Linked DNA regions of Sus scrofa: region 2 is linked to region 1. Evidence: chromatin contacts called from public HiChIP or PLAC-seq data. All regions are on one chromosome and are shown on one strand. The core of a region is the stretch at or near the end of the contact, and the rest is flanking DNA. Distances in the headings are between cores, read along the strand shown.

The links. HiChIP or PLAC-seq counts read pairs in DNA pulled down with a chosen protein or histone mark.
Region 2: an H3K27ac HiChIP or PLAC-seq map of alveolar macrophages shows a contact between it and region 1. The contact joins the promoter of FYTTD1 here to the enhancer-like site in region 1. A contact is called at or near these places in 1 of 5 promoter capture datasets (liver), 26 of 47 Hi-C or Micro-C datasets (adipocytes, alveolar macrophages, blood and 14 more) and 2 of 2 datasets of contacts at active chromatin or transcription factors (alveolar macrophages and skeletal muscle).

Annotation. Positions count from the first base shown.
Region 1 is chr13:134,317,097-134,320,296 of Sscrofa11.1, forward strand. It overlaps RUBCN (run domain Beclin-1 interacting and cystein-rich containing protein), which reads right to left. Exons shown (of 20, transcript NM_001244715.1): 9 at 2,721-2,836; 10 at 1,834-2,041; 11 at 1,234-1,335. Among named protein-coding and RNA genes, the nearest start is that of RUBCN, 35 kb to the right of the region's middle. Within about 2 kb of position 1,450, at least 4 of the 83 cell types and tissues checked have an H3K27ac peak or open chromatin away from gene starts, as enhancers often do. A contact at or near this core is called in alveolar macrophages and subcutaneous adipose tissue, where this site is marked.
Region 2 is chr13:134,361,590-134,365,159 of Sscrofa11.1, forward strand. It overlaps FYTTD1 (UAP56-interacting factor), which reads left to right and starts at 2,057. Exons shown (of 9, transcript XM_003358772.4): 1 at 2,057-2,295. The coding sequence starts at 2,193. It also overlaps a transcript of RUBCN not described here.

The DNA of each region.
Region 1 (3,200 bases), core at 200-2,699:
CCTCTAGCCTGGGAACCTCCATATGCCTTGGGTGTGGCCCTAGAAAGACAAAAAAAAAAAAATTGTATTTCTGAACAGGAAAGAAACCCAGCCACCACAGCCTGAGTTGAATGGATTCTCCAGACTGGTATAAACAGGAAGTCAGAGCCTCCTGCAATAAGAGATGTATTTGTCATCATGTTACAGTGGAGAACTATAGATACAATTCTCCTCTGTAAGAAAATTACTCTTGGTTCCACTCATGGGGGAAGAGCTTATACTCCTGAACTGTTTGCTGGGTTTTCCATCTCCTCATTTTTGGTTGCACTGATTGGAAGCTGAAGAAATCTATGATTTTCAGTAATGGATTAACCCATTAACCATGGGTTAACCTGATTTAACACAACTGCCTTCCAAGAGCCCCTCCACTTCTCTAGGCAGATGTTCACAACAAGAGTCTGTCATTCCATTAAGCAAGTTAGCACTGGTAGGAAAGAAAATAAAGCTCTACTTTGTAAACTTGATTTTTCCTCCCTTTTTCATTTTTCCACCCAGGGACTCTTTGTCCTTTTTTCTTAGCATTATAATAATGCTTCTTTTTAAACACTTTGAAACAATGTCAGTTGTGTTATGGGACACAAGAGAAGAGGATTTTAATTTCATGTAGGTATAGGCTAGCTCTAGGCTATCAGCAAGAGGAATGAAAGTGAGAATCTGAGAGAAAGGTGCCACTGAGGAAGAAGCATCAGGGTGACATCAACAGCCAGCCCACACCACTGGAACACTTCCTTTCAGTGTTCTTTTTTGTTTAAATTTTATTTTATTTTATTTTTTTGTCATTTTAGGGCCAAACCCGTGGCATATGGAAGTTCCCAGGCCAGGGGTCTAATTGGAGCTGCAGATGCTGGCCTATACCACAGCCACAGCAACACAGGATCAGAGTTGCATCTGTGACCTATACCACAGCTCACAGCAACGTCAGATCCCTAACCCACTGAGCAGGCCAGGGCTTGAACCCACGTCCTCATGGATACTAGTTGGGTTCATTACCACTGAGCCACAATGGGAACTTCTCTGCTTAAATTTTAAATGGGTTTTGTTTTTAGCAGGAGAAGTTATCCTTTACAACAGGTGACAACATTCCATAAAGAACCCTATAACATTCCTTACTTAGGAAAAGCTTCTCGGACTATGATTCATAATTGCAAGAAACAGCTAATGAAGGCTCCCTTGAAACAAAGTGTTAATTCGTACCTTCGATTTCAAATTCATCAACTTCATCAGCAGAACCAGAGTCAGAGAACTGTGCTGAATCACGTGAACTGAACTGGGAGCTGCTGGAAGTGACGCGAAAGCCTGTTATGTTAAAAAAAAAAAAAAAAGAAGGTAATAAACAGGACAGAAAGAGGTCTCCTACTCTTTCCAGGGTCAAAACAAAAGGGACCTGGTATCATTTTCACAGAGAAGGAAACAGGATACTTGGCTGGGAGTTACAGTGGGGAAATAGAAACTAGCTCTTCTGGCTAGAGCCTCTTCTCGTTTGATCCTTATGCAAGTTTCATATAAACAGAAAGTATTTCTGGGAAGTGGGAAGTATCTCTGGGAAATGAATCTGGGACCAGTGGCCTTAGTTCTCCTCCTATCAGAAATCTAGTTTTTGGCAGATATTTCTGAGGTAGGAAATAAATTCGAGCTCTAGGACTCCGGTCTGGTAGACAACAAAAAAAATTAGAACACAGAAAATCTTTCTAAGGAACTCTTGGCTTGGGTATAGCATCTCATATGAAGACAAAAAAGAAAGCCCACAAGGTACCAAGTCTTATCCTGAAGCCCTGAAGAAGCGACCCCACTCACTTCCGTGCTCAGTCTCCTGGTACACAGGGAGCAGATTCTTGGTGCGGATCTCCTGGCGACGAAGGCGGATCTTCTGCTTCAGTTCCTGGATCTCCCTGTCACTGTCCTCCTCCCCTTCCTCCTCCTCTAGGCACTGGCTCATCATGTTGCACTTCATCAGCTCAATGGCAGCAATCAAAGACTCTGAGATACTGAAGTGGGCATTCTCCTGGGGAAAGAGAGCACGAAAAAGGGGCGCCTGACCAATTGTACTGTTGCAAAGTGGCTTCCAAGATGTGCACTGCTGTTACTTGAAACACCCAGTGCAAAGGCACACTTCTGCCATAAGGAAAAGTGATGGCCAGAAAACCTATTCTACATTCTCTCTGCTCTTCTATCTGCCCACACCTGGCCATCATGTCCCACTTTCCATAAAAAATATGACAGCAAAGATGTCAAATCTTTCCTAAAGCCATACACTTTAGAGAAAGTGCTAAGGTAAATGTGACATGCTTTATAAGCTTGAAAATGCTACAGGGACATTATTTATTACATATCTGAGCCTTAGAACAAAATATAGAAGCTGATTCTAGAGAAAGTCTTCAGCTAAGCTTCCAGGATCAAGAAATCAATAATCATGCGACTAAAATTTAATGTTCCTCTGATCAAAGTAGTTTTTAAGACAATAATGTAGTATTTTGGGTCTCAAGGAGGTACACAGACTCCCCGAAGAGGTTTTCAGAGATGGAACTTGTTGAGCTTATCTTTACTGTGACTTATCTTTACCTGAAGTCTACACCCAAGGTTCCTGCAGTGCACCCAAAACCTCTTTATAACAGCAGCAGCAGAGTGCCTCGGGCCAGATTTCCCAACTCCTGGGCTTTTCAGGTGCTCCTTAGAGTCCTCACCTTTTCAAGGTCTGCACAGCTGCCAAAGTCTTGCTCAGAGAGGTAGCTGATGAGGGACTGTCCTTCTGATGGTCTTCTGAACATGCCTTCCCCCGAGCCCAGGTACTGACTGCCCTCTGAGGGAAAAGGGAACGTGGATATAAAAAGCCCTGATGTGAAAAGCAAATCTTCTTTACAGCCAAGCCTCTCTGAAAAGCCTGATGATTTTAACACCAAAGATGCTCCCGGGTCCTTCCAGATAACAGGTTGGAAAGGTGTGTATTTTCTAAAGGAATTTCTCTGAATCTCAGAATCCCAGAACACTAAGCCCCTAAGTTTAGAGAATGGTAGAATAAATGGAAGAGAGCCTGGAGACAATCCTTTGACCACCAAAATTTAAAGATGACATACTTGTCCTCCTACCCCACAAAAACAAAAATAAACAACCTGTGCTGAGAGTCAGACAAAGAAACAAACGGCTTCATCCCGTGGATGATGTCC
Region 2 (3,570 bases), core at 807-3,306, 45 kb after region 1:
ATGATTAAATGAATAGCTGCCTCTCATGCCCCAGAAAATTGCAGGGTTGACCTTTTAACTCCAGCCCTGTAGCTGGCTGGTCAACTTTTTGGACAAGCCCCAGGTCTGATTTCTTGGCTTGTCTCCCTCTTCACTTCACACTGCTGTGTGTCTCACGTTGCCGTTTTGTTTTGTATTGTTTTGTGTGTGACTGACCCATCCTTACCTATGACACCTCTTTTTTTCTGGTTTTTCCTTGGGAATCTGGGCAATGGCTCTGAGACCCTGAGACCCTCAGCTCTTGGAGAAATCTGAAAGTCTGAAACAAAACAGCTAGGATAGCTTCATGAAACACTGGGGAGTACAACCTTTAGAGCTAAGGAGATTTGGTATGGAGCTTCAGTTTTGGGAAGATGACCAGGATAAAAGGGAATCTTTATAAATTGATATGGGGAGGATTTTATCCATTTGGGATTCTTATTACCTGTTTTAAGCTGCCTATAGAACAAATAGTATCCAAACTCTAAATGCATTAATTTTCTTCCTTTTACAAAATTAAGAAAACCCAACATTCCTCCCTGTAGTTTGCTCCCACAAAGAAGTAGAGATTGCAGAAGTTATTTCTAGTGAGAGAAGGACAGCAAGGAGAAAAATGTCTTTTGCCTAAAAGATTTTAGATCTGTAAGGAATCTTAGAAATAATTAAGTATAACATATATTTAGTTTAACTACTTGCTTTGAAGATGAGTAGGAGGCCCAGACACTCTCCCAAGTTCACAAGGTGAATAGCTCAATTGAGTAAAAAGGTACCACTTAATAAAACCAAGGTCTCTCTTGTACATCTATACAATCCAGTTCCCTAGTTTTTAACAGTAGGGAGAGGGGTGGCAACTACAGAGTGGAATAGTAGTAAAATCAAGCACATTGTGCTAAGAGCATACACGCTACTCTCCTTGACATGCTGAATATTGTTCTTGGGTCTTTTTGAGTCCAAACATTCCTCTCCCATTTAAGTGTCTTGTACCCCTTCAAAGGTGCCCCTTCAGCTGATTCACGCTTCTCTTATGGTGTATTTGAGTCTTGGGCGAAAAATAAGTACAGCCTATTGTGGGTTTGAGATACTTTAGGTCACTGGTTCATTTCTATGCAAAAAGAAATTTTAGGAAGTGGAGAGGGGGAAGGTTGCAGAGATTCCTAAATGACCAGAATACTTGACCCTGATTTTTTCCCAAGATGCAAATGTCTTAGATATTTAAGCTCCTCTGAGGATGATATAACCAAAATACGTCCACACAAGCAGGGTTACTTTAGAGGAGAAGGAGGTAAAAAGAGAGGGAATATCACGTTTTGTCAATAGGAGGAAAAAGTTGTTATGCAGGAATTCATCAAATATTAAGAAATTTTCCTAAAGAGATGATTAGGGGGAAAAAAAAGAATCTTCCTATCAATTCTCAACGCAAATGAATTAGAGAAAAACGCAGCCAAATAAACAGAAGTACTTACCCCTCTCCCAAAGGAAGGTGAGGTCTTATTAAGATAGCCAGTACCATGCAAAATGTTTTGAGAGTGCCAGCTGAGAAGTGGTACAGATATGGGAAACGTTAGCATTTACTTTTATTAGTGTGGTGACGCAAGAATTATCAGTGCAGTCTTTGCTTTGTGTCCAGACGTGGCGACTCCACAAGCTGCAGGTAGAAGAGCTGGCCAGGGAGAGGGGAGCTAGAACGCAGTTCTGCCACCCACACTCGCAGGGTCTGTTTTGCCTCCGAGGCTGCATTGCAGTGGGTTGTGAACATTCGTGTGTACCAAAGCTTAGAGGGCATTTCTGTAGCAGGAAGGACTCGAAGGGCACAGAGGAACATGATCTCATTTAAGGCATGTGATTCTGAGGCGCTCAGGGTCCAACATAATTTGGGTAGCACGGCGAACTGCCGAAACAGCTGGCTGGCTAGTGGCCACCGCAGCGGCTGCAAGGTTTCCTCCCCTCCAGCAAGAGCCGCTAGGCGCGAGTCGCGTGGAAGGGGCCGCTCTCGCCCGCCACTCATCTCTGTGGTTCCTCCCCCAGCCCTCGGCCGCTGGTGGGAGGGGAGGACGCCGGCGGCACGCGTGCGCACTCCCTCGGTGCAGCTAGTCTGCGTGCGTGCGTGAGTGGGAGGTGACAGGCCTCAGCCTCTGGCCTTCTCCGCTGACTGCTCCTACGCGACGTCTCTAACCATGAACCGGTTTGGTACCCGGTTAATGGGGGCCGCGGCGACCCCGCCACCGCCGCCGAAAGCCCGCAGCAATGAAAACCTCGACAAAATTGATATGTCTTTGGGTGAGGAGCCGAGTCGGACCTTGTTGGAGCGGGAGGAGGTGTGGGTGGATCCAAGTACCGCGGTTGGTGGGGGAAGGGGCGGTCGGCCGCAGTTGTAGATCGAGTTTTCTTGCGGGTGGGCGGAACCAAGGAAGGGCTGATGGGGAACCCGGCGAGCGTTCGCTGGTGTTGGGGTCGGGCCTGAGGGCCTGGGGGTGGAGTGTCCCTTCGGCGGAGATGTGTCTGAAGGGGGCGGGGGCGCTTCGGGCCCGGAGCTTGGGAACGTCGAGGGGGGCGGACCCTCTTCGCCCCGGCGGGGCGCTACCACTCGCGGGTGACCCCGGCTCTTTGTGAGGGAAACCGGCAGGTTTCACCTCAGGCTTGTGCACTGTGGGCATTAGCGGGGGGGCGAAGGCAGGGGTCCGACGGAGCCATCCTTTCTGAGGAAAGCTCCTCGAGAGCCCGGCTGATTCGGTTAAATCCGTGCTTCCAGCGATGGGCTGGTTGGGCGTTTTCTGCGCCCGGGCCTACGGCCTGGCGCCAAATAGAAGCGTAAAGACGCCCCGAGATTTGGCCGTTTCTGACGGGCGCTTTGACGGAAAGGAACGATCGTTAGGAAGGCCTTCAGGTGGGGTATTAGGTAGTGCCTAGAAGAGCGCATTCTCCCCAGCCAGGCCTCCAAGTTAGCACGTTAGCGCAGAACGAAACGAAAACCAGGGTTGGGGAAACCAGATAAAGCGTAGAATCTAGAAAAGTGGGGTGGTTTGGTGGTGATTAGGTGAAAAGTAGGAAGACTGGCGATTCAATTAAAAATTTAGACCTAACACTATTGAGGCATCGGTCTTCTGTGTTTGCTTACTTGGTTTTAAAGTAATTCCGTTTTTGTCGGAATTTAGGTTATGGATTTGATGTATTAGCTTTGCCTGCCCTTTCTGTGGCCTCCAGTTTGTCGGTTTGTCGGATATTTGAAAAGTACCCGGCTTTTCCAAGGGCGGTATTTTTCTTTTCTTTTCTTTTGTGGTTTTTCTGCATAGTTCTTGGTCAAAAGTCAAGAACTCTTGGTTTCTATGATTGCCACAAGTTAGAACCCAATGTGTAAATCAAGCAAATCATCAGAAATCATAGGTTTGACCTTAAGTCTTGCCTATTCCTAAAGACCTCCGAAGAAATGAGAAATCTATTGAACTAAGGTCAAGAAAAAAATATAATACGAGAAGTTCCCGTCGTGGCTCAGTGGTTAACGAACCCGACTAGCATCCACTAGGACGCGGGTTCGATTCCTGCTCAGTGGGTTAA